Regions from separate parts of the Mus musculus genome. Here all the other regions are linked to region 3. A link is a contact called in public HiChIP or PLAC-seq data. All regions are on one chromosome and are shown on one strand. The core of a region is the stretch at or near the end of the contact, and the rest is flanking DNA. Distances in the headings are between cores, read along the strand shown. Region 1 has its middle 19 kb from the start of 4933432I09Rik. Region 2 holds the start of Tmem191c (transmembrane protein 191C). Region 3 holds the start of Med15 (mediator complex subunit 15). Region 4 holds the start of Crkl (v-crk avian sarcoma virus CT10 oncogene homolog-like).

Region 1 (4,563 bases), core at 275-2,774, 470 kb before region 3:
AGAGGTAAAACAATTACCCATCAATCAGCCACCAATCGGCCTGAGTTAGGCCTGGCAGCCCTGTTAGCAAGTGTGGGTATCCACAGCCCTGAGAAGACCTTCAAGAAGAAGAACTGACTTTGAGAACAAGGTAGGCTGGGCAGGGTCCTGCCCCAGTAAGCTTGTCTGTCAGGACTCAACTCTAAGAAGGTGGCCCTGCTATGTTCTAACTGTTGGGATCAGTGACTTAGCCTCCCACTCATATGTTGTGACTGTGATCCCAGGGATGCTGATGGTAACCAGCTCAAAGATGCTGCAGAGTTGCAGAGAGGGAGAGGTGATGTGCCCAGTATGCTGAGGGGCCCTGGCTCGCTTCTGTCAGTCTTCTGCCAGCTCTGGGGTGTCACAAGGAAGACACAAGTACAAAGGGAGTGCTGGGGCTGCCAGCTGCGGGGACTATACCACCAGAGCCCCAATACCTTCCTATGGGTACAGAGGCAGATGAGGCCCTGCTAAAAGTGGGGAGGTAGTCCACAGTAGGGCATTGCCAGGAACAGCCTTTGATAAAAGTTCTGCACTTGCTCGGACCTTATTGGAGGTGCTGGAGTCCCCAAGAGGCACAGGGGAAGAGGGGACTCTGAGCAAAAGACCAAGAAGCCTCCATCTTCCTTGCTGCACTCCAGCCACAGCAGGAACAGGGCCCAGCACCTGCTCTGCAGACCCAGGTCTCCTCTCCATCAGTTCACATCCTCAGGTATTATCTTGCTACCCAGCAGTACCTGCTCTACCATCTATACCTGCCCCAGCTGCCCCTGCCCATCTCACCTCCCCAGCTGCCCTACCTGCCCCAGCTGCCCCTGCCCATCTCACCTCCCCAGCTGCCCTACCTGCCCCAGCTGCCCCTGCCCATCTCACCTCCCCAGCTGCCCCAGCTGCCCCTGCCCATCTTACCTCCCCACCTGCTCCAGCTGCCCCAGCTGCCCCTGCCCATCTCACCCCCCCCCCTTGATTTGCCCCAGCTGATGATATCACCGGGCACAATATGACTGTTAATTACTGAACTGGATGGCACTCTCCACGTGGGCTGGAGTAAACGTGAATTCCTCCCAGGCTTATGTCCTCCTGGGGTCATGTACTGGCAGGGGTCATATTCCTGGGACATGTGTACTAGGACCCAAGTGAGTCTCCTGCACAGTGTCCTCCTCACAGGCAGACTCCATTTAGCAGCAGAGCCTCCTACATTTTGTATTGAAATATTTTAACAGGAGAAAAAAGTCTTGTTTTCATTTCCTCAGTCACATGCTAATTGGCCCGCGCTGCTATGAGCAATTACCACAATCTAGGACTGGCTTCAGTCTATTCTAACTTCCTTGAAAGTCAAGGAGCTGTGACACCCGTGAGTCATTCACACTTCATCTTCCAGTCACTGTCTTTGCTTCCCCACCCTGAATGCCAACCTGCTGGTGGGTGAGGCCCTCCAGGGAACTGTGGAGCTGTGGGCGGGGCTTGGCCTCACCCACGTTTTCTTTCAATAGACTTGCCTGGGCCCATGGAGCTGGCTGTTGTCTGCTCTCCCAGTCCCAGCTGGCTGTCCAGGCTGGGCCCAGCAATGTGGTAGGAAATGCTCCCTAAAGCCCATGCTGGGACTCTTGGGGTAGCCGTGGCTTTGATTTTTAGACCGTGCAGACACCTGGGGAGAAGCAGGCTATACAGTCCAACGAGAGTTGCTGGGTGCTGAGGCCCACCCAGGGCTACGGTGGACACCTGTTATGAGAGAGGGAAGGGTGGAGCCTTGCGGGGTTTTGGCCAGAAAAGACTGGAGCTGGCTGGCTGGCAAAGATCAGCTCATTCTCCCCAGGGCAGCCCCAGGACTCCCGTCCACAGCTCTTGCACCCACGCCCAGTCCAGGCCTCATCCTGCCATGCCTGGGTAGCCACACTGGCATTTGGTATCTGGGGAGCTGCTGACAGTGCGTGTTCTGCCTGCTGACAAAGCACTGCTAGCCTATTTGGAAATGTCAGGCTGGCGGGTGGCAAGCCCAGCCAGTACCCGACTCCTGACCATGATGCTGGATGAGCTGCAGCCCCAGCAATGGAGCCAGGCAAGTGCTGAGAGGCACTACTGAGGGTTTGAGCTCTGGGTGGGCTACAGGCTGTGGGAAAGCAGCCCTGGGCTGACCCCGCCTCTGATGGATGAGGGCTCCGAGACACAGCTGCGGTGGACTGGTTGATGTGGAAGAGCAATGGTACACTGGGGACCCTACGGTATCCGAGGGAGGTTTATTGGCATCAGCTGATTTCCCAGGGGTCCTTGCTGGCAGTGGCCACTGTATTCCGAAGAACTGTGTGGGAGGGGAAGGTGTGAAGTGAGCACTGTCTCTGGCCTGCCTGAGCCTGAGCAGAGCTGTGTGACGGGCACATGGTAAACCAGGAAAGCTGGTGGATCTTCAGTGCTGGAAGCTGGCCCAGAAGGATGGGAGACAAACTCTCAGGCTGAGGGGCGCAGCTTTTGTGCTTTCTGGTCCCTTGTGCAAGGGCTGGCCTTTGCAGCCATGTTTTGGCTCTCCTGTCCTGTCTACTGGACACAGGGCTCTGTGACCCTCCATGGCAGTTACTTCCCTGGGTCCGGCAATACAGATACTTTGGGCCCCGATTCCTATGAGGACTGCCACACTGCTGTGCCTAGGCCGTGCCTTGACTTTGTGTGTAAGGACAGACACCTCCCAACTGGGGAATTTCAGTTGGATCTCCTTATAGCACCAGTTCAGGAACAAGGGGTTTCTAGTTGCCACCCCACAGTCTTTCCCACCTCTGTTCCTGTTGGGTCGGGCTCTCTGGAGACAGTCACCACACAGGACTGGACAAACACGTGGGGCAGGAGCCCTGCTGTGACCCTGGAGGCTCCTCCTCTCTTCAGGGGTGAGGTGGGAGTGGGGGTAGGGGGTGGGGGGGGGAGGGTAAGGCAATGTGGGGGGAATGGGAGTTGTGGCTCCAAGGGACACACCAGGGCTGGAGACACAGAGAGGGCTGTGTGTGCCTGTGCATGGGGTACGGTTGGTTTGGATTCCTGGAAACATGGTGTCCTCTGCATACTCTCCAGTTGCTGTGACAAAGTACCTGAGGAGAGCAACTTAAGAAAGAAATGTTTTACCGTGGCTCACAGCTTGAGGGTGCGTTCCCCCACGGCAGGAATGCGCAGGAACTGGAGGTGGCAGGCGGGTCGTCTCTCCCCAGCTAAACTCTCTGGAGCTGCACTTACAGACCCCACAATGCTGTCTCCTGCACGGCTTTATTTTCTATTTAAGACTTTCATATATGCATACACTATATTTGATGATATTTACTTCCATTCCCTGCTCCGACTTTTCCTAAAACCTGCCCCATATCCCCCTCCTGATTTCATGTCCTCTTTGTTTTTATGTATGTATGTATGTATGTATGTATGATGTATTCATGCATGTATGTATGTATGTATGTGTATGCCTGCATGAATGGATGTATTGGTCTCCTCAGAGGCCATCAGATCCCCTGGCACTGGAGTTACAGGTGATTGTGAGCTGCCATGGAGGCTGGTAACTAAATCTGGATCATGGTCTAACACCAGAGCCATCTCTCCAGCCCCCTCTTATAAAAACCTGCAAGGTTATTCTGAATCCAGTCAAGTTGACAGTGAAGTGTCAAGGTGGGTGGTGAGACCACCTCATGAATGGTGGGCCTCCATGAACAGGAGGAGGATGCCTGAGCCCACTCTGGCCACAGGCTGTCTAGGTTTTGAAATGCTTCTGTCCTTCCACTTAGATCCTCACTCTCAGGCTTTGCCTGGAGACAGCTGCCACATCCAAAGGGCACCACATACAAATACTGACCTTACAAGAGGCTTCTGGGTATGGGCTTTTATGGCTACAATGAATGCATGGGTCAGTCCCAGGACCCCTTGGGTAGGTCAGGCTTCAGAACCAGGGGTTAATAGTTTGAGATGTCTGAAGGTTGAATGACCAAGTGCTGGCTGCAGTTAGTGTTCTCCCATGCCCATGGACCCTGAGAGGTGTGTGCATCTCCCTGAGTAACATCCATTCTGCCTAGGAATCAGTTCAGGAGAGGCAAGTCTGTCTTTTAATTAAGGAAGGGCCTTTCGCAAGTCTGAACTTTTATCCTGAGCACTTTCTCCTGGTTGCTGTGCTTGAGATGGGGGGACACCCACCAAGGCACTGACAAGGCCTGCGCTGTTTAAAGGCTGAGCCACGCGGAGCCTATCTCTCCTGTTCAGGCCAGTGGGTGGGCTGGATGTCCTATGGCTTTGCTCAAAACAACAGGAAAACTGCCAGCTGTCATTTGGGTGGGAGTTGTCTTGCTATTGAAGTGAAGCTGGGATTGAGGCCTACTTACTGATGTGGATGGATGAGGCTCCTATAGGTCTATCTGGAAAAAAATCACCAGAAAAGCCTGAGCTTTTCAGTGCTTGTGGCATGTAGGTATAGGTGAGCCTAAGAGATAGATAAGCAGGTAGTGTGGGTGCGTGGTGCTAAGCTAAGCTGTCTCTTTCTCCTATGCTGCACCAGGAGAGCAGGCTGCCTGGGACCTGGAG
Region 2 (4,872 bases), core at 62-2,561, 450 kb after region 3:
CCAAGTCCCAATTCTTACGGTTCCGAGCCACCGCGCGTAGCCTCCAGCGCAGCTGCTGCCTCCATCACTTTCCCCTGCAGCTCCTGAAGGATGGCAATAGGGATTCAGGGCAGAGGATGCGCTACATCGCGAGTCAGAGAGTAAGGAAGAAAGAGTCGAGGCCGCAGGGCATTCGAAAGAGAACCGCTGTCAGAAACGAGGGGTCACACCTGCAGGACTCCACTCTGCTCCTGGAAGCTGGCCCAGGCCTCTTCTGTCCGCTGCGCACCCTAGAAGCCAGGGGCTTGGTATGAGCATCGCAATGACAGGCCCTCCCCACACGCCTTCCCCCCCCCCCCCAGAGTCCAGCGCCATTCGCACCTGCCGCAGGTCCTCTGCCTGCATGCTGAATTTGGCCTCCGCCAGCTCCAGATGTTTCTTCGGGAGGATTCAAGTGATGTCAAGAACCTGAAGTCCTCGCACACCACTGGGCCTCGAGGCTCGGTCCCCGGCCTTGAAGGCTGATACTCTGCCCACAAATGCACATAACCCTGCCCACAGCCATACTCCGCCCACAGCCCCGCCCAAGTACCTGCAGCGCCACAAGCTGGTTCCCTAGTTGCTGCTCCGCTCGCTGTTGACTTAGCTGCTCCCCTCCATAGTAGAAAAGCTGGGGACCGAACTCGTGAGTGCCTGGCTCAAGGATCTTGGGGACTAGGGCATGATCTGAGACACTGCACGTACCTGACTGGACAGTTCCTCCCACTGTTCCTGCAGCTTCCGATTGTGTTGCTCCTGCGAACAGGGTCCAGGCTGTCTAGGCCCCTCCTCCAGCCTAGCCACCCCGGGAGCCGCCTCTTGCTCTTGCCCGCACCAGGTCCTGCCGGTGCTGCTCCGCCGCCTCCAGCAGCCCACGAGCCCGCTCCGCACGCTCCCGTGCCGCCTCACATGCCTCGCCTCGAATGGCTCGTGATGCTTGACTTCGTCTCCGCTGCAGGCTACACGGGGGAGGGGGAGAGGGGGCGGAGAATTGGTCTGGGATAAAACCAGGGAGCAAGATATTTTGGGAAGGAGCCGCCACCAGCCTGAGAGTTCCAGACTAGGGTCCCACTGCCTGGAGCGAGACTGCCAACAAGCCTGCCGGGGCCTCGGTGCCCTCGCACCTGCGCTCGCGCTCCCGCAGCTCCTCCAGGCGCCCGGTGAGGCTCTCGCTCTCGGCTTCCAGCCCACGCACCAGCTCTTCTAGCTCCTGCTTCCGCAGGCGGCCATCTCGGTTGTCCTTCTGCAGCTGCAGCAGCTGCTCCTGCGGCTCAGTCATGGCTCCAGAGCTCCGCCCCGACCTCCACCGCCTGGGTAACTTGGTGGCCCGCGTCACAATAGGCAGCAGAGGGCGCCCGAACCCAACCGAGACGGATCACGCCCGACCAATTCAGGTATACAAAGCCGGGCTTGGTTGCCCACATCTGTAATTCTATCTCTTGGAGGTGTGAGGGCACGAAGATCAGGAGTTCAAGGTCATCCTTTGCTACATACGGAGTTTGAAATTAGCCAAGGCTACATGCGGACCTGTCTCAAAAAAAAGAAAAACAAAACAAAAAACAAAAATATCACAGTCCAGATCTGATTGGTAAAAAGTTACTAAAGTTCTAAGGAAGGACCAGACTTGATGGTCCGTACCTTGTAATCCCAAAATACTAGAGGCTGAGGCAAGATCACCTAGAGTTCAAGGTCAGCCTAGAGGTCTAAACAAGACCCTGACTCAAAAGAAAATGAGGGCCGGGTGTGGTGGCCCACGCCTTTAATCCCAGCACTTGGGAGGCAGAGGCAGGCGGATTTCTGAGTTCAAGGCCAGCCTAGTCTACAGCCTGAGTTCCAGGACAGCCAGGGCTACACAGAGAAACCCTGTCTCGAAAAAACAAACAAACAAACAAAAACCAAAGAAAAAAAGAAAGAAAAAATGAGAGGGTTTGAGAGATGGCTCAATGGTTAAGAGCACTGACTGCTCTTCCAGAGGTTCTGAGTTCAATTTCCAGCAACCACATGGTGATCCACAACCATCTATAATGGGATCTGATACCCTCTTCCGGTGTGTCTGAAGACAGCTATAGTGTGTGAGTGTGTGTGTATGTGTGTGTGTAATCTTTTTTTTTTTTTTTTTTTTTAAAGAAGGACTGAAGACATGGCTCAGCGGTTAAGAGTATTGACTGCTCTTCTAGAGGTCATAAGTTCAATTCCCAGAAATCACATAGTGGCTCACAACCATTTGTAATGGGATCTGATGCCCTCAAGACAGTGACAATGTACTCATATAAATAAAAATAAATAAGTCTTTAAAAATAAATAAATTAGCCAGGCGGTGGTGGCACACGCCTTTAATCCCAGCACTCGGGAGGCAGAGGCAGGCGCATTTCTGAGTTCGAGGCCAGCCTGGTCTACAGAGTGAGTTCCAGGACAGCCAGGGCTATACAGAGAAATCCTGTCTCAAAAAAAAAATAATAATAATAATAAATAAAAATAAATAAATCTTAAGAGCCACAGTAGCTGTAACTACTGTAACTACAGGCTAAACCAGGTGTGCCTCACCTTAGATTCTGAGTGACCAAGCAGGGAGTGCTAAACTTTTGAGAAAAACATTTTTTTGTTGCTGTTGTTTTTTCGAGACAGGGTTTCTCTGTGTAGCCCTGGCTGTCCTGGAACTCACTTTTGTAGACCAGGCTGGCCTTGAACTCAGAAATCTGCCTGCCTCTGCCTCCCAAGTGCTGGGATTAAAGGCATGCGCCACCGTGCCCGGCTTGAGAAAAACATTTAAAATTAAAATTTTTAATGTTTTTCTCCCCCATGTGCTATGAAACTTTGTCGTGGTCTCAGTGGCTGGATTTTCCCTAGCATAGTGCCGTGCTGAGTGGTGCTGAAGGACCTGGGAGGACCTGGGTGCTAGGGTGGCCTGATGGTCTCTTTTCTCCATGGTTTCAGCTCTAGAGAACCTTTGATTGGGCTTGTGTGGTATGAGTAAGAAAAGGAGGGATGTAGTTTTGTGATCTAGGGGTTCTGTTAGCTCAAGGGGTCTCATTCTGCAGCCAGGCTGGTCTTGACACAACCCCTTACTTCCCTAGGAACCTGCTTAATCATTTTCTTCAATTTATTTCTCTCTCTCTCTCTCTCTGTGTGTGTGTGTGTGTGTGTGTGTGTGTGTGTGTGTGTGTGTGTATACCACATCTGTGCAAATGCCTCAGCAGTCCATCAGATCCCTTGAAGCTGGAATTCCAGCAGTTGTGAGCCACCTATGTGGGTGATGGGAACTAAAGTCAGTGCTCTGGAAGAGCAACAAGTGCTCCTAACTGCACACTGGACCTTTTCACACTCTGTGGTGATATAATCTCTCTAAAGATTTTAAGAAGCTAATTTATTCCATAATTTAGAGGACATACTTTCTGGATGCTGTAATAAACCATTACAGCTTCATTAGATAGCCTGGGGCAGGAATCCTGCTGCAAATTCATAGCCAGCCTTTGCTACAGGGTGAGACTTTGTCTCAAACAGCCCCTCCAAAAAAACAAAAACAAAAACAATGAGTGCTTTTTGCTATGAATGGGCTGGGATATTGGTCAATGGAATCCCTGCACACACAAGGTTCAATTCCCAGTATCACGCACCAAGACATCAATTATTGATTTACAGGAAGGGCTGTGGGTTTTGATAGCTCTGGCTAAGCTGGGATTCCCCAGTGCTGTCAACATAACTCGGATTCCCAGACTCCAGTGCTGCCTCATCTCGTCCACACAAGAAGTTCAAAGCTCCAGGCCTCTGAAGCCCTTCTGGCCCCAGTAATTTGGGAGAAGGTGTGAATACTTGATTTTTGTATTTTCTGGGCTGGGCTGGAGGTGAGCCTCCCAGACAAGTGTCTCCCTCTGAGCCACGCACCCCTGGGCTTCCCTCTCCGTGCCTTTTCTGTTCACAGGCTCTTCCCAAAGCAACTCTCCCTCAGCCAGCGTCCCTTCCTCCCCTTCGGCCTTTGACCGCTCACTTCATAAGCCACCCAGCACACCTGCAGCTTACTTACTGAGTTTTGCTAATCTAGGATTCTTTTTTCTTTTGTTTGATTTTGTTTTCTTTTATTACCTTGGAGACAGGGTCTCATGTTACTCATACTAGCCTGAAACTCAACTGTGTACCAAGGATGACTTAGGACTCCCCCACCTCCACTGCCTGTGCTCACACCACAGGCTTCACCTCTGGGGCTGGCCTTTTTTTTTTTTTTAATGGTCAAATGTGTTGCTTATAAAATAAAACAAAAATAAGGTTCTTGCTAAGTAACCTTGGCTACTGTAGACCAGGTTAGCCTCCAAACTGGCAATCTTATCTTCGTGTCCAAAGCTTTAGACCACCATCCCCAGATAAAAACTGGCAGAAGAAAACACTGTTTCACACCAAAAGGTAGCCAATGGGGCAAGGTAGAGAAACCAACTTAGGATATGGGAAAGGAAAGGAGCCCCTCCCTTCCTGAGATCTCTCAACTGCTGTCAACACTTGCTGTGGAGGGTCTACACACAAATAAATAAGCCCTTCATTTATAGATACTGATTGCTAACGTAGTAATGAACTAGGCTTATGTGTGACCTTGAGTGGGCATACACACACTCAAAAATGTATGCACGTGCAAGAACATACACACGCACGCACACGCACACACACACACACACACATGAGCATCTCCGTTAACTCTGCTTCTTGTCTCATCAGCAATAGCCTTGTCAGGTGCCCCTCTGAAAACACCCTGTGATCTCCCATCTCAGGCTCTTTGGGCCAGCCTTTGACGATAATAGCTTCAAATCCTACCTGTGACCATTGTAAAGAATGACATTTGACTCTACCTTAAAAGCCATTGTTGAAACC
Region 3 (4,499 bases), core at 1,336-3,835:
TGGTCATGAGCTTACCCATGTTGACGTGGTTGGGTTGATTTTGTCATGGACCGGCAGCTGCCTTTTCTGTTTATAATGCACTATTGAAATCTTTATGGGTGCAAGACATCTTCCACTCTCTGTGTGAAGCTTCCACGCTGTGTGAAGGTCTCTGACTACATGGCTTGGGGAATCTAAGATTTGGATAAAGGGGGCTGGAGAGATGGCACAGCAGTTAAGAACACCTACTTTTCTTCCAAAAGTCCTGAGTTCAAATCTCAGCAACTGCATGGTGGCTCACAACCATCCATAGTGAGATCTGAGATGCCCTCTTCTGGTATGTCTGAAGACAGCTATAGTGTACTTATTTATAATAATAAATAAATCTTTGGGCCGGAGTGAGCAGGGCCCACCGGAGCAAACAGAGGTTCTAAATTCAATTCCCAGCAACCACATGAAGGCTCACATCCATCTGTACAGATACAGTGTACTCATATACATAATAAATAAATAAATAAATAAATAAATAATCTTTAAAGGAAAGAAAGAAAGGAAGGCAGGAAGAAAGGAAGGAAGAAAAAAAGGAAGGAAGAAAAAGAAAGGAAGGAAGAAAGGCATGTACCACCATGCCTGGCTTTCCTATTCTTAAAAAAAAAAAAAAAAAGATTTAGATAAAGAACCTGAATTAGCTTTCTCCAGCTGTACTGCCAAATTTTGCCTCTCAAGGACTGGGATTAAAGTGGTGTACCACCATGCCTGCATCACCATGCCTGTATCACCATCACCGTGCCTGCACCACCAAGCACCACCATGCACCATCATGCATCACCACGCCTTCATCACCATGCACCACTATGTACTACCATGCCTGCACCACCATGCACTACCATGTCTTCATCACCATACACCACCATGCCTGAACCACCATGCTTGCACCACCATGCACCACCATGCCTCCACTACCATGCACTACCATGCACCACCATGTCTTCAGCACCATACCTGCACCACCATGCATCACCACGCACCACCATGCTTGGTGGTTTTGAATTTTCTTTTTAAGTTTTGTCATACTCAGTTTTTTTTTTTTTTTTTTTTTTTTTTTTTTTTTTTTTTCTTTTTTCCGGAGCTGAGGACCGAACCCAGGGCCTTGGGCTTGCTAGGCAAGCACTTTACCACTGAGCTAAATCCCCAACCCCCATACTCAGTTTTTTAAAGACTTACTTATTTTATGTATATGAGTATATTGTAACTGTCTTCAGACACACCAGAAGAGAGCAATAGATCAATGCTCTTAATGGCTGAGCCATCTCTCCAGCCCCCACACTCAGGGGTTTTTTTTTTTTTTTAGATTTATTTATTTATTTATTTCATGTATATACTGTAGCTGTCTTCAGATATTCTGGCACACCAAAACAGTACATTGGATGTGAGCCACCATGTGGTTGCTGGGAATTGAACACAGGACCTCTGGAAGAACAGTCAGTGCTCTTAACCTCTGAGCCATCTCTCCAGCCCTGACACTCAGTTTTTAATTCATTTGTGTTTAAGACTTTTCCAAAGGCCAAAAGTTTTTTTTTTTAAAGGGTGCTTTCTTCTATAATAATAAACACATGTATTTTATTTATTTCTTTATTTGTCTATTTATTTATTTATTTTGGGGTTCATTTTGGGTGTTGTTTGTTTTTGTTTGTTTGAGACAATGTGTCTCTACATAGGCCCTGGTTGTCCTGGAACTCAGTATGTAAACCAGGCTGCCTTGAATTCAACAGAGATCTGCCTGCCTCTGCCTCCCAAGTGCTGGGACAAACAAAGTTCTAAAATGAGGCCTTACATATTGTTGGAAAAAATGAAGACTTACAAAATTGGTTAGTTACCTTGTAATCTCTACTCTAAACTTAAATCATATAAACATTGAAAGGTGAACTCGAGACACATAAGCCCAGCAACAATTATCCACTTAGACCAAAATGTCCTGTATTAAGGGATGCACCACTAAGAAGCAAGGAATATGAACCACAGAGAAAACATTAACAGAAATAATGCTTTTGCTTTCCTTTTAAATATGGAGCTTAATGATTCAATGAGCAGAGATCCTAAACCTAACATTGCTTGTTGGTGAAATACTAGCTTTATTTTGATGACTGTAGAATGTACATATACTTATGTACACTTAACATATGTTAGAAATTAAAATCTCAATATTTAAATACCAAATTTATTTAAAATACCAAAAATATGTTATACATTAGCAATTATCCCAACACTGGCAACAAAATATACATAGACTCTGTATGTGTGTCTGTGTGTGGTGTGTGTGTGTCTATGTGTCCGCATGTGTGTCTCTCTCTGTCTCTGTATCTGTCTCTGTGTCTGTCTTTCTGTCTCTTTTTTCTGTCTTTCTCTCTGTTTCTGCCTCTGTCTGTGTTTCCGCCTCTGTATCTCTGTCTCTCCCTCTGTGTCTCCCTCTCCCCCTCTCCCCCTCTCCCCCTCTCCCCTTCTCCCTCTTCCCCTCTCCCCCTCTCCCCTTCCTCTCTTCCTCTCTCTTTCTGTGGCGCGCATGCGTATACAAAAGCAAGACTTCATTTCCCACAATTCTTCCTGTACTTCCGGCGTGGCCCAGTAGCGGGATCGCTCGGCTTCCGGGTTCGGGCCTGTCGCTGTGGTAGAGGCGGCGGCGCCGGGGGTGGCCGGTAGGGACTCGGGCTACAAGAGTAGGGGCTCCGGGCATGGACGTTTCGGGGCAGGAGACCGACTGGCGTAGCGCCGCCTTTCGGCAGAAGCTGGTCAGCCAAATGTGAGTGTGGCCTGGGGCAAGGACCGGTGGTCGGACCTTCCGGGCGGGGAGGGTGAGGCCGGGCTAGACCCGCTCTTGACCCTGGTCAGAAGCTGCGGTGTCCGCTGGGTGCCGGGGACGTACAAGGGTCCTCCTGGAGTCTCTCTGGCCTTTCTCGGCAGACAGGGACTGCTGGCTAGTTTTTCTGGGGAGGAACTCTGCAAACCCAGCTAGTGCCCTGGCTAGTGAGTCATCGTCCTGAGCCGCCTCGTCATTTGTGTGCAGATTTTCCTTTGCTTCGATTCGCACCGAATATAGAAAGAGAATGAGGCAGCCAGAGATTTTACACGGGTGCCGCGTGGCTTCTTTTATAAAATAAATAAATAAAACGAAAACCACATCAATGAGTTGGAGGAGGCTGGAAGGAAGGTAAATTGGAAGATTGATGTGTTTGGGTTGTAGGCAGTGGAATAGAAGAGTGCTCCGGTTTCTTCCACAAGGTGTGTCAACTTGGCCAAAGGGTAGCAGGAAATAGCTGTGGGAACTTCGGGAGTGAAGGGCAGGGATGCCCTCTGCCCACGGAGCACTGCAGAGTGCTTGTTGCACTTAGCCATTTTACTGAGTTTCCTAAAGTGTTCAGAAAATTGCCTGTGGCACAGCTTTTCCCCTGAGGGTTGGTACTGTCTGTCTGTAAAGAAACAGTACAGTCGTGCCAATGCTCAGTCATTTTTGTGGGTGCTAAAGTGTCAGTTGAGTAGACTGGAGCAGCCTCGAGTAGGTGACAGATTGAGCTCTAGAGAGAAAAGTAGGAGGGTGACAGGCCACCATTCCCAGCAGATGATTGTGAAAGCATCAGGATGGACGGCTGTAGGTGGAGAGTTCTGGGTCTTTGAAGCAAAGTAGTCAAGGATACATCATGAGGATGAGCAGATGCTGGCATGGTTAGTGTTGGGTGTTTTGGGCAAACAACTTGTACCCGTGGTTTTTTGTTTGTTTGTTTGTTTGTTTTTTAGTTTTTCGAGACAGGGTTTCTCTGTGTAGTCCTGGCTGTCCTGGAACTCAGAAATCTGCCTACTTCTACCTCCCAAGCGCTGGGATCACTGCCCGGCCCTTCCTCCAGTGTTTTACACGTGGTCTGCCTTGAGGTGGTGCAGCATTAGTGTTGGGAAGGCCCCTGAGTCCCTGGAGATGAATTAGGGACCCAAGAGAGGCCAAATAGGCAATTTGGGGAGTTTTTTTCCTTTGGAAGGGTTGGTGGGGGTTCTGTCTTTTTTTCATTTAGATCATATGGTCTCATGAGTTGATTGTAGAAGACTTGGTTGGCAGAGATCATAAAGACCAGTATTAAGTGCTGAACTTGAAAGAGGAAGACAGATTCCAGAGAAAGAGGAATGAATATGTGGACAATTGGTGACTAACTGGATGGAGGGGGTGGGGTGGGGTGGGGTGGAGTGAAGCAATGGACTAAATCGGGGAAGCATCAGTACAGTGGAGGGAGTGGGTACTGTGTCAGTGGCTTGGTACCGCCGCACAATAACCCTTGCACGGTTTTGCAGACAGTTCAGCAAACAAGTGTTTTGTTTCTTAATTGTTTTAGATTTAATTTATTTATATGAGTGTTTTGCTTGCCTGTATATAAGTGAACCATGTATATCTGATGATGTCAGAGGTCAGAAGAGCGTATAAGATTCCCTGGGATTGGAGCTACAGGGGGTTATGAACTGCCCTGTGAATTCTGGGAATC
Region 4 (4,219 bases), core at 1,508-4,007, 270 kb after region 3:
CTTTATCATAAAGCATAACATCAATTAAGAGAATATTAGTAGTTGTTATATTTAAGCTGAGATACTAAAGAATATCCCCCAAGGTACACTGCCATCTATTCCAAAATTTATAATGTACAATTTGCAGCTGTACACGGGACAGTGATATCAAGTTAGGGATAATTATGATTTGGTTATTACTTTCATCTGGAAATTAAACAAAACAGAAAAGATAGGAATGTGTGTCAAGCAGAGCTAATGAAAAACTCAGAAAATTACATTTGGTACTTGAGAAGACACATGAAGTAGAATCAGATCTTGTAACTAGCAGGAAGCCACTGCAGTATATATTTCCCTCTTTGAGGTGACTCTAATAATTAACTTAAACTTTCTCCAACACCTGTCACATTGTTGCATGTTTTAATAAAGGCCTGAAGTCAATAACATAATGTTCACAATTCGAGAAGTGAGTTTACTTAAATATACGACTAAACACTATCCATCCTAAGTCTCTTCAAGCTCTTACATTGAAGATGATTCAAGTTGACAGCACCTGCCAGCATCTACTAGGAACTTCGTGTTTCACAGAATTTTATATTCTCATCTGGATAACACATCACTTTTTACAGTCACTTTTCTGTGTTTTACATTTTTAACAATTCTTTGTGTGTGAGTACTCACTCAGCACACGGAGGCTAAAGGACAACTCTGTGGGGGTGGGCTCTCTGTTCACATTCCCCTGGTGGGAACCAAAGGCAGGTAGGTCACCCAGCTTTCACTGCAAACACTTCCCCTCACTCATCATCAGGCTTAGCCTTCTCCACACTTCCTAAAATCCACTCGGTCTGGCAACGGTTAACCACCCCACCTTCATTATTCTATCCTAAAGAAGAAACTCTTTGGATTTAAGTAGGTGCCCTTAATTAATTATAGTATCTTTTCATTTTCAAAGTTCAGAGCAAATTTCACCTTTATGAAGTCGCCTCACCCTGAAAAATCTAAATCAGCCTTTAATTCTTTTTTTAGAAAATAGCTTAGAAATAAACTGGGCAGGAAAATATCTTTTAAAGTCTCTAGACACCTTTTCAATTCACACTGTATCATTTGATGATATTCGTTAGGGAAATTAAAGCAAATTATAAAATAATGCATTTTACTTGAAAAAGAGAACACTTGGGGATCAATATCTTTCTCTTTAAGACAGGGTCTTGCTACAGCTCAGTCTGACTTGGAATCAAGGTCCTCTTTCCTTAGGGGACTAGGGGTGTGTATCTATCTCAGCTAGCTCTACTTAGGGGTCTTTAAAGCATATGTTAAACCACTAGACTTAATTACAAAAAAAAAAAAAACTAAAATTGAATTAATGTAGAATTTAGGTAAATACACTTCCCACCCCTGAGGAAGGAACGGTGAGGATACAAATTTCTTCAAATATAATCCCACTGTCTTCTCTTGGTAATCCCAGTTTTAAAAATGAGTGCTAGAGAATCAGATTCTGAGATTTCTACACTTTCGATCCATTTTAAGGATTATTCCAAAGGCCGAAGGCCACTTTGTAACCTAAAGTTAGTTGAAAAATGCAGGAGTTACAAAAACCTTAAATGGTGTACAAGAATTTCGAGAAAGGAGGAGTCATGGCTATCTTCAGAATCTCAAGGAAGTCTATATTTTTAGCGTCGTTAATAAGCATTCTGCATTAGTATTACAGTCAAGTAAAGTGGCAAAACTGTGTATATATGTGGGGGGTTAGGGGTGCATTTAAACAATGCAAGCAGCACTGCTAAATGTCTAAATAAAATGCATCCTTTCATCCAATGACCCAGATCCTGATATTGGCCTTATAATCCGAATGTCTTCTGATTTAGAATGAGGAAAAGGAGTTCTATCCCCTACCCTACCCCCAAAATTTAATCTTTGACCGACCCTTCGCATCCGGTCAAGTTCTGAACCGGAGAAGGGCAGGAGCTCGCGTACCTGGGCGCCGGTTCGATTAAGGTGGTAGTGTCCAGGTAGTGGATCTTGTAGAACTCTAACAAGGCCGGCAAATGGTCAAACTCCTGGTCCCCGATCTTAAAGCGGCGGTTGGGCAGGGAGTTGATGATGTAGTGCGAGACACGCGAGTTCTCGGACACGGACAGTACATAGTCCCCGGGGCAGGTAGATGAGTCCCGGACTAGGAACATGCCATGGCGCTGGCCTTGGAGACGAGTCTGCGCCTCCTGGCGAGTCACTGGCCCCATGTACCAGGCAGAGCGGTCTGAAGAATCAAACCTGGCGGAGGACATGGTGTTGGGCTCGGGGATGGGCGGCGTCTGCGGCTCTCTTGCTTGGGAAGCCTTTACCCGCTGTCGGCTTTGGGGTCGAGGAAGGGCCTCTCAGAACACTTCGAGGAACAATCAGAGGGCTTGGTCAGGACGTTCCTCTAGGCTCCGGGCCCCGCAGCATCCTCCGCCACCGCCCTCCTGCACCGGGCCGCCTCACGGAGAGCCGGTCCGGGAACACTGGGCAAAGCCCCGGGGTCGAGGTGGGCGAAGCTGAGCAGTAGCGGAGGCCGCCTCGGGCTTCTCAGCTGGCCGGAGTACAGGGGAGGCTCCAGTGACTTCTGTCCTGGAACCCGCCGCCGGCTCCACAGCCTCAAGAGCCTGCACCGATCCCCGCGGTCACACGAAGCACCGCACTCCAACAAGAGTCGCGCCTCCCGAGCAGTCTTACCCAGCCCGCTCCCAATAGCCACAGCAACAAAATGGCGGACGCGGGAGAAGCAGCCGGGCACCTCCCCCTTGGTCCAGCGCATTCAATCTGCGCACGCGCGGAGCTGGGCTCTACCCCCTCCACCGCGGAGGCCCTTCCTTTGACGTCACTGGGCGCTGCCAATCAGGAGTGCGTTCGCGAGGGTCCCAGCGTGAGCCACTCGCGCGGGCTCCCGCGTTCCGGGAGGAGGCAGAGGGTCAGGCCCTTCCTGGACCGCAAAGCAGCCGCCGAGAAGCTGCTGCTGTCAGGCTTCCCGGGCTTGGCAGGAAAACAGCTGGAGCCGAGAGGGAACAGCGTTTTGAAAACCTGTTTCTGTGAACAAAGCGTAGAGTGGTTGCTGAGTGTCCGGCCAAGAAGGCGTGGCCGTCAGATGATTGCGAGCCAGAAGGCCCTGGTAAATCAGGTGGCTCAGGAAGGGCATGACCTAGGGAGTGAGGTGACCATCAAATAGGTTACTGAATAACCTATCAAATAACGCCTGCCCTAGGTGATCCTCCTTGGTACACGTGGAATGATGGTGAAGATCAGTTTGACTAATACTTTACGAGGAGGACAGTGTGTTGGTGAGGATGACTGGACACTACCGGCTGTAAAGTGTAACAAGTGAAATGCAACACCTGTGTCTGGCCTGAAGCCTGTTGCTCTGCAACAGTTCATTTCCTGCCATTCCACGTTGCTCAGTTTCAGCTCTGCCTCCCTTGACATATTTCTCCCTCCAACCCGACTAGTACCTATTTATTTAATTATTTGTTTGGTTTTTTAGAGACGGGGTTTCTCTGTGTAGTCCTGGCTGTCCTGGAACTCACTTTGTAGACCAGGCTAGCCTCGAACTCAGAAATCCGCCTGCCTCTGCCTCCCAAGTGCTGGGATTAAAGGCATGCGCCACCACTGCCCGGCCTATCTATCTATCTATCTATCTATCTATCTATCTATCTATCAAGATAGGAATTCTCTGTGTGGCCCTGGCTGTCCTGGAACTAACTCTGACCACCAACAGGCTAGGATGAAATTTTAATACCACAGAATACTGTCTTATTTACCTATATTTTGCCTGCCTTAAATCCACATCTAGTCTTGAATGATCAGAAATTTGTTAAATGAATGACTATTGTGAAAAATCACCACAAAAACAGATGCTGGATTATTGGTCATAGCATTCCCAAATTAGATAAACAGGAAGGCATGTCCCAAGCCAGTGGTGGTGACACATACCAATAATCCCATCACTAGGAGATGGAGGCAGGAGGATCATGAGTTCAAGGCAGCTGAGCTCTATGAAACCCAACAAAAATGGGGAGGAAGTTAGGGGAGGGAGAAATCTCAAAAGTGAGGAATACAGGAGAACTCCTACTTAGATCTCTATCACTAAAGTCTTGTTCTGGCCGTTTACATTTCCCATGTTTAGCAATTCTTAGATTGTAGGGTAATAACTGGTGATTCCATCCCAGTGGTAAGTAAGCGAAGGGGAAAATGTCAAGGTCTAGTGCCT

The links. HiChIP or PLAC-seq counts read pairs in DNA pulled down with a chosen protein or histone mark.
Region 1: a FOXA1 HiChIP or PLAC-seq map of pancreatic cancer cells shows a contact between it and region 3. The contact joins the enhancer-like site here to the promoter of Med15 in region 3. A contact is called at or near these places in 1 of 39 promoter capture datasets (the C10 cell line), 3 of 484 Hi-C or Micro-C datasets (embryonic stem cells and pro-B cells), 1 of 115 datasets of contacts at active chromatin or transcription factors (pancreatic cancer cells) and 1 of 9 other capture datasets (embryonic stem cells).
Region 2: a contact with region 3 is called in a FOXA1 HiChIP or PLAC-seq map of pancreatic cancer cells. The contact joins the promoter of Tmem191c here to the promoter of Med15 in region 3. A contact is called at or near these places in 1 of 39 promoter capture datasets (liver), 1 of 484 Hi-C or Micro-C datasets (CD4 T cells), 1 of 115 datasets of contacts at active chromatin or transcription factors (pancreatic cancer cells) and 1 of 9 other capture datasets (liver).
Region 4: an H3K4me3 HiChIP or PLAC-seq map of the SCID.adh cell line shows a contact between it and region 3, with 11 read pairs. The contact joins the promoter of Crkl here to the promoter of Med15 in region 3. A contact is called at or near these places in 3 of 484 Hi-C or Micro-C datasets (CD4 T cells, natural killer cells and uterus), 5 of 115 datasets of contacts at active chromatin or transcription factors (the SCID.adh cell line, effector CD8 T cells, embryonic stem cells and 2 more) and 2 of 9 other capture datasets (liver and pancreatic islet).

What each region holds. Positions count from the first base shown.
Region 1 is chr16:18,192,127-18,196,689 of GRCm38.p6, reverse strand. No RefSeq gene overlaps it. Among named protein-coding and RNA genes, the nearest start is that of 4933432I09Rik, 19 kb to the left of the region's middle. Within about 2 kb of position 1,524, at least 123 of the 459 cell types and tissues checked have an H3K27ac peak or open chromatin away from gene starts, as enhancers often do. A contact at or near this core is called in pancreatic cancer cells, where this site is marked.
Region 2 is chr16:17,272,739-17,277,610 of GRCm38.p6, reverse strand. It overlaps Tmem191c (transmembrane protein 191C), which reads right to left and starts at 1,311. Exons shown (of 10, transcript NM_177473.3): 1 at 1,143-1,311; 2 at 854-977; 3 at 724-774; 4 at 572-649; 5 at 361-417; 6 at 210-269; 7 at 19-83. The coding sequence starts at 1,297.
Region 3 is chr16:17,721,033-17,725,531 of GRCm38.p6, reverse strand. Med15 (mediator complex subunit 15) reads left to right here and starts at 2,585. Exons shown (of 18, transcript NM_033609.3): 1 at 2,585-2,776. The coding sequence starts at 2,709.
Region 4 is chr16:17,450,523-17,454,741 of GRCm38.p6, reverse strand. Crkl (v-crk avian sarcoma virus CT10 oncogene homolog-like) reads right to left here and starts at 2,757. Exons shown (of 3, transcript NM_007764.5): 1 at 1,954-2,757. The coding sequence starts at 2,264.